Regions from separate parts of the Macaca mulatta genome. Here region 2 is linked to region 1. The links are chromatin contacts, called in public Hi-C maps. All regions are on one chromosome and are shown on one strand. Each heading gives the region's core, a stretch centred on a gene start, on an enhancer-like site or on the middle of the called end of the contact. The rest is flanking DNA. Distances are from core to core; before and after follow the strand shown.

Evidence for each region. Hi-C and Micro-C count contacts between places; a contact is called where the count stands out from the background.
Region 2: a Hi-C map of fetal cortex germinal zone shows a contact between it and region 1, with 2.8 times the contacts expected there. The contact joins the promoter of INSIG1 here to the promoter of PAXIP1 in region 1. A contact is called at or near these places in 3 of 14 Hi-C or Micro-C datasets (cortical neurons, fetal cortex germinal zone and fetal cortical plate).

Annotation. Positions count from the first base shown.
Region 1 is chr3:194,480,042-194,483,705 of T2T-MMU8v2.0, forward strand. It overlaps PAXIP1 (PAX interacting protein 1), which reads right to left and starts at 1,334. Exons shown (of 22, transcript XM_077997790.1): 1 at 662-1,334. It also overlaps a transcript of HTR5A not described here.
Region 2 is chr3:194,767,425-194,770,829 of T2T-MMU8v2.0, forward strand. It overlaps INSIG1 (insulin induced gene 1), which reads left to right and starts at 1,265. Exons shown (of 6, transcript XM_077997801.1): 1 at 1,265-1,427; 2 at 1,660-2,098. The coding sequence starts at 1,687.

The DNA.
Region 1 (3,664 bases), core at 84-2,583:
GACCCGGCGCCAGTCCCGCTCAGCAAAGGAGCAGAGAGCGAGGGGGCCCGTTGGGTGGGGGGCGGCGACCCCAGGGCCGCAGGCCGGGGGCTCAGGGCACGCACTAGGGACCGAGGCACAGAGCTCCCGCCGCCCCGGCCGCCCTCCCTCCCGCAATCCCCCGTGCCCCGGCCTCCCGCGCCCACCCCGCGGTCGCCCCTGCCCTCCGCGCAGTCAGGCCGGCGGCCTCGGCGGACCCGACGCTCTGCGCCCGGCGCGCGCCCGCGACAGGAGCGGGGACGGGGACGGGAACGGGGACGGACGGGGACGGGGACGCGGACGCGGGAGGAGGCCGCGGCAGGAGCGGGCGCGGTACCTGCGGGTCGATGTCGCCCACCGCGTAATACTTGACCTCCCTGAACATCTCCTCAGGAACTTTGAGCGCCTGGTCCGACATGATCGCGGCGGCCCGGGAGGCTCCGCGGCAGCGCCCGGCCCCGCCCACCCCCCGCCCCCGGCCCCGCGGCGCCCGGCGCCCCCGCTCGCCCCGCCAACGGCACTGCCCGCGCGGCCCGGGCCGGGTCCTGCGAATCGGGGTCCGCTCCCCCGCCCTCCGCGCCCCCGCCCGCGCCCGCGCCGAGCGCCCGAAGCGCGGGAGCCGCGCGCGCCCTGCGGGACGCACCATCCCGCCCCGGCCACCGAGGGGGAGCGCCGAGGAGCCGCCCGGCCTCCAGCAACGCCCCGCGCCTCTGCCGCCATCCACGGCTCCGGGAGAGCTGGAGCCCGCTGGCCCGCTCTGGATCTTGCGGTTCCATCTCCGCCGCTCTGCAACGAGGGATCCCGGGGGACGAGGTGAAACCCGAGCCCCCCTCGGCGGGGCCGGAGTGAGCCGGTCCCGGGAAGGAGGGGAGCGGGCAGGCCCCTCCCGTCACCACACGCGGCTGCTGGGGGGCTGCGCATGCGCCCGGCGGAGGGGCGGGGCTTCGGGGCCGCTAGTGAGAGCTGGACCCGGGCAGCGGCCTCCTCGGGCTTCTTGGTCCCGGGCAGAGTGGAGCTGGGTGTCCCGGCTGTTCTCAGTGGCCGCGGCCGGACCTGGAGTAGTGGCTGAGCCGCTCTGGCCGAGCAAGGCGCGGGTCCCCGGTCTACACCTTGCTGGACCCGGCTCCGCCGTGACGGAATTCCAGAGACCGCGGCGTCACGCAAGACGCGCACTGGAGGCCGCCGTGGCGAGTCCTGGGGTCTCCGCCAGGCCTCGACGCCCGAGCTGGGGACGTGCTGGAGGGGCGCCCGGCCCCGCCGCTGCCCAAGACCCCGCTGTCCCGGCCGGGCCCGGCCTGGTGCCTGGGGTCGTGTCCGGTCCGCGCTGGAGGAGAGTCCCAGACGGCAGAGCCCGCGGTGCAGCTCCAGCCCCGGAAAGCCCCGCGCTCAACAGGTTAATACTACACAGCGGCGATTCTAATGCTCATGCTTTTATTTACAGCTCGCCTCCCTTCTGCCAAGATTCACAAAACACGGCAGAGTGGCCTCGGCATCACCTGCCCGAGACACCTGCACGACCGGAAGTTGGGAGAAGAAATAAGGCCACGATGACGAACGCAGCCTTTCACGTTCATTTCCAATCTCACAACAAACCGGAGACCAGGAACTCTTGGGTGATTATCGGAATATTACTTAGTCCTAAAACTGTGGAGCATTGGTTTCTAAAGGAATCTGAGACAGGCCCGCAGTGTCTTCTCCACATGCCTTAAGTCTCTTCTGCAAAGCAGAAAACCATTTTTTAGTAAATGTTAGTGAAATTGGTTTTAAAAAAGAGAAAAGTCCGGGCGCGGTGGCTCACGCCTGTAATCCTAGCATTTTAGGAGGCCGAGGTGGGCGGATTGCCTGAGTTCAGGGGTTCGAGGCCAGCCTGGGCGACACGGTGAAACCCCGTCTCTACTAAAATACAAAAAATTAGCCGGGCGTGGCGGCGCGCGCCTGTAATCCCAGCTGCTCGGGAGGCTGAGGCAGGAGAATGGCGTGAACCCGGGAGGGTGAGGTTGCAGTGAGCCGAGATCGCGCCACTGCCCTCCAGCCTGGGCGACAGAGCGAGACTCCGTCTTTTCAAAAATAAAGAAAAAGAAAAGGCTTTCAAAATTACTCTGTGGTACACTAATATGACAGATTGGATCACTTTCCAGGCTTTAAGTTGGCCTTTGTTCTACCTTTTTTTAGTGTATGATAAAATTTGTGTTGGTTCCTTGATCAGCATGCAGTGAACGCTGGCTCTTGTTAATCAGGTGAATACAGTTTTGTCTTTACATTTGTATGTATGTCATGAGTGGTTTTGTACGGGCAAGAGGTAAACAACACATTTAAATATACTTAATGATTTATCATTCCAATGTTTTCTGGGTTTTTTAGTCTTTTTCATTTGTTGAACAATCTGAAACATCCCTATTCTAAGGCTAAAAAATTTCTTTTACAAACTTAGGTTAAGCATTCCTAATCTGAAATCCAAAATGCTCTAAAATTAGAAATTTTTTGTGTGCTGACGTGACCCCACAAATGGAAAATTCCAGAAGTGCCCTCATGTGACACTGGGTCACAGTCAAATCACAAGCCTGGTGTGGTGGGCACCTGTAATGCCAGCTACTTGGGAGGTTGAGGCAGGAGGATTGCTTGAGTCCAGGAGTTTCAGTCCAGCCTGGACAATACAGTGAGACCGTCTGTAAACAAAACAAAACAAAAACATTTTTTTAAAAATGCCACCACAACTTTTGCTTTCATGCACAAAATTATTTAAAATATATAACCTTACCTTCAGGCTATGTGGGTAAGGTGTATGTGAAACAAATGAATTTCCCTTTTAGGCTTGGGTCCCATCCCCAAGATATCTTATTATGTATATGCAAATATCCCAAATCAAAAATATCTGAAATACTTTTGTCCCAAGCATTTCAGATAAAGGTTACTCAACCAGTAATAAAAACACTAAGTGCTTGCCTGAAGGAAAAACCCAGAATTTATCATCCATCCTTAAAATTTTTATGACATCCTTTGTAATCAGGAAACCTTTTAATACCTAATAATATATTTGATATATTCTGGTATACACTTTTCATTATGAAAAATAATTCTATGTTGGGAACATATCAGTGTAATAAATATGTTAGATCCAAAATACAGATCATGCCTTTTTATCGACCTGTGTGAAAGAACTTATTTATCCTTTTTTTTATTTTTCTTTTATTTATTTATTCATTTATTTTTTGAGATGGAGCCTCACTCTGTCACCCAGGCTGGAGTGCAGTGGCGTGGTCTTGGCTCACTGCAACTTCTGCCTCCTGGGTTCAAGCGATTCTCCCGCCTCAGCCTCCTAAGTAGCTGGGACTATAGGCGCGTGCCACCACATCTGGCTAATTTTGGTATTTTTAGTAGAGACAGGCTTTCACTGTGCTGACTAGGCTGGTCTTGAACTCCTGACCTTGTGATCCTCCTGCCTCGGCCTCCCAAAGTGCTGGGATTATAGGCGTGAGCCATCGTGCCTGGCCCTCCTTTTGTTTTTCTTGGTTAAACACAAACTAAGCATGTGATTTTATGTGAAAAGACCTGAAGTGGACCTCAACCAGGTGTTTTATTTTGTTAATTAAGAAAGCAATTCATAACGTTCAAAAGAACAAGCGTACCCTACTTCAGGTTCTGATGG
Region 2 (3,405 bases), core at 15-2,514, 290 kb after region 1:
AATGGCCAAGACCCAAACTGCAATGTTCCCTGAAGTCCAACCTGCTTGGAGTCCTTGGGAATATGTACAATGGTTAACAGGGCTTGAGAGGAGTCAGCTGGGAAGGTGACAGCGAGACTCTGCCCCGCAGAGGGACCGCTGAGGACGAGACCCTTGAGGACGAGACCCCTGAGGACGAGACTGCCCTGCAGAGGAACCGCTGAGGACGGACCCCTGCAGGCCGTCCACGCCCACCACGCGTGTCATCCTCAGGAAACGCAATCGGATGCTCAGAATTTCGCCCCTAAAGGGACTCAGGGCAGTCCCAGCTCAAGAAAACGTCTTTTTTTTAACCTTCTGGCTTAGAGCCACAACCCCAGGCTGAGGATGCCACATCAGCGGCGTTTCCTCGCCACGCTGCAGGCCTGACTCACGTTTCCAAGACTGCAGGGCCCCCGGGCCGAGCGCGGCTACTGAGAGAGAGCACAGCGTCCTCCCTTAGCCCCTGCTCATCTGCACGGAGCAAAGCCGTTGCTTTCTCCGCTGTCAGCGCTTTATACGACTCGGATGTAGGCTCTGAGCGGGCACGGGCCCGCCCTTAGACGGCGACCCGAGGGGCAAACAGGATGGAGGCGCGATCCTTTGGGGACTGTGGTCTCGATTTTATCTGCTTCTGGGCTGTGCGGGTGGTTTGCTCTCCTGGCGTGAGCAAAGGCCACTAGGGGCCCGAGGAAATGACCCACCGATGCAAGCCCGCCATTGCTCTGAGCAGGGTCCGGCCCCGCGCCAGAGCCCGCGCTCCGCCAGGGAGGCCTGCGCGTTCGAGACCCGTCGCCTCCGGGTCAGGCGCGGGACACCAGGCGAGGGGAGCCAGGAGCCGGGAGGGGCGGCGCCGGGCCCGCAACCCCACCCTGTCCTCCCTCCGCCTCCTCCCGGCCAGACCGTCCCCTCCCAGGCCCCAACTCCGCGGCCGTCCCCTCGCAGCCGGCCCGTCCCGCTCGGGCCCGCGTGCCCCGCAGCCGCCACGCGCCCCGCCGTCCGTGCCGCGGCTCCCGCCCGAGCGCGCACGGGCCGGCGGTGGCGTGTGCGCACGTCATATGGGCCGCCCGCCTCCCATTGGTTGCCGCCGCCTCACCAGACCGCTTGTGGACGGGCGCGCGGGCGGGGCGGGGCGAGCTCAGGCCACGCCCCTAGGCGGTGCGCGCGGGCGGTGGGTAGGCCGGGCAGGGTCACGTGATGCGGGCCCCGCGGCCCGCCATATAAGCCCGCGTGCCCGCCAGGCGCCGCGGCCGCACTTGGGGCCGTCCCGGGCCGCGACTCCTCCTTCCCCGCAGCCCCGCCTCCGCTCGCAGAGCCCGAGGGCTGGCGCCTCTCGGCCAGGTACGCGGCGGGCTGGGGCAGGGGTCGCGGGCGGGGTTTGGTCGCGCTGCAGCCGGTCCTCCCCGGAGGTAGGCGGGCGCGGGCCCCGTTGGGTCTCTGGGACGCCGGTCCCGCTGGGGCCGGGGGTGCTGCTTGATGTGAGCGCGGGTCCCGTCCGCCGCTGGCCCTGGGCGAGTGCACCGGGTTCTAACCTGGTGGGGGCTGCGCTGCCGCCTGGCCCGGGTGCCGGGGTTCGCGTCCCGCGGGGCCTTCCTCGCTCTTTGTCTCTTCTGAGTGAACTTGATGACCCCCTTCTTCCAGGAAGCGCCTCTCGGACGCGGGTGACCGATGCCCAGATTGCACGACCACTTCTGGAGTTGCTCCTGTGCGCACAGCGTGAGGCGCCGAGGCCCCCCGCGAGCCAGCGCCGCGGGGCTGGCAGCCAAGGTTGGGGAGATGATCAGCGCTTCCGTGTCCGGGCCCTCCCTGCTGGCGGCCCATGGTGCCCCGGACGCTGACCCCGCGCCCGGGGGCCGCAGTGCTGCGATGAGCAGCCCCGAGCCCGGCGGCCCCTACCCCAACACCTGGCATCATCGCCTGGTGCAGAGGAGCCTCGTGCTCTTCTCGGTTGGGGTGGTCCTAGCCCTGGTGCTCAACCTGCTGCAGATCCAGAGGAATGTCACTCTCTTCCCCGAGGAGGTGATCGCTACCATCTTTTCCTCCGCCTGGTGGGTCCCTCCCTGCTGCGGGACAGCAGCTGGTGAGTACCCCCCCGCGGTTCTTCTGGAAGTAAAAAGGGTGTCTTTTCGGTTGAAAGTACTTTTCAGCCTATTGAGAAACATGCATTTGAAACTAGAACTGTCCACAGATTGAAAGTGTGCATCTCCAGTTTGGGGATTTAGAGAAATGAAGGAGGGGTAGAGAGGACCTGGCACCCCCCAGGGCGGGTTCAGGCCACAGCTCTCTGAAGTTTGAGGAAGCACAGTGATGGAGATGAGGCAGGGAGATAATTGGCTGTTCAAGCAGATGCTGTGCCAAGCTGACTGAGGGCCCTTCCCTCCTGGCGTCCGGGTACAGCCCCAGCTGTCATCCCGCGCCAGCCGCCCCGGATTGGCCGCCTGGGGAACTGGTGAGCAGCGGGACTGAAAGGCCATTGGTCGCGGCAGCAAACATGCTACCCTGCTGGATAACTGAAAACAAACCCGTCACATGTGTTCAGGAGGCGGTTGCCAGGGGAGCAACTTCTCAGTACTTCCTTTTGCCGGGTCGCTGAGTAAACCGTGGTCGGAAGCCAAAACGTCTACTCCCTGAACTGTTAGAGCTCTGTAGATTACGTTCTTAAGGAAAAGAGTAACCCCCTTACGACGTTTAGATTTTCGTACACCCAGGCAGTAGCATAGATGCCTCACAGTGTAACACTAGGTCAGTCTGAACTGTGGACAGGGGGACGCTGAGTGTCTTTACTAGAATTTCTTGGCTATCATTGAACCTCTTTTATAGAAATGTTGAGTTGATCTTGGCCCAGCAAATCCCTTACTGCTGCTGTAGTCACACAGCATTTGTTTCTTTAACGAGGTTTTGTCAGGTGCTTTCTACAACCTCAACTCTACAAGCTGTTGAAATGTTAATCCAAAAGTAGCACCACAAGCCCCTATCCTTGAGCAGCTTACAGTCTGGTGGGGAAAACAAATGAGTAAGTGACTCCAGTGCAGTGCAGGGGGCATCCTGTTTGCTTTGTGGCTGACATTTGTCAGCCGACTGCTGACCATAGGCTTCAGATGCTTTGCTGTGTTCATTCCTTACAGCAATACCATGTGTAGCTTCATTTATAGATGTGGAAACCGAATCACAGGTGAAGTCACATCCAAGCGTGCGCAGGTAGAAAGGGGCCAAGCCATCCATGCTAACAGCTCCCGCTGCCTCTGTAGGTGTGTCTCCTGCACTGTGGAAACACATTGCCTCAGTTGACTCACTGCAAACAGCAAGCAGCAGAGTTTTGTAACAGATTAACAGAGGGCTGTGTGTTCAAGAACTAGGACATATGTCTGTAATTATTAAGTAGTGGGT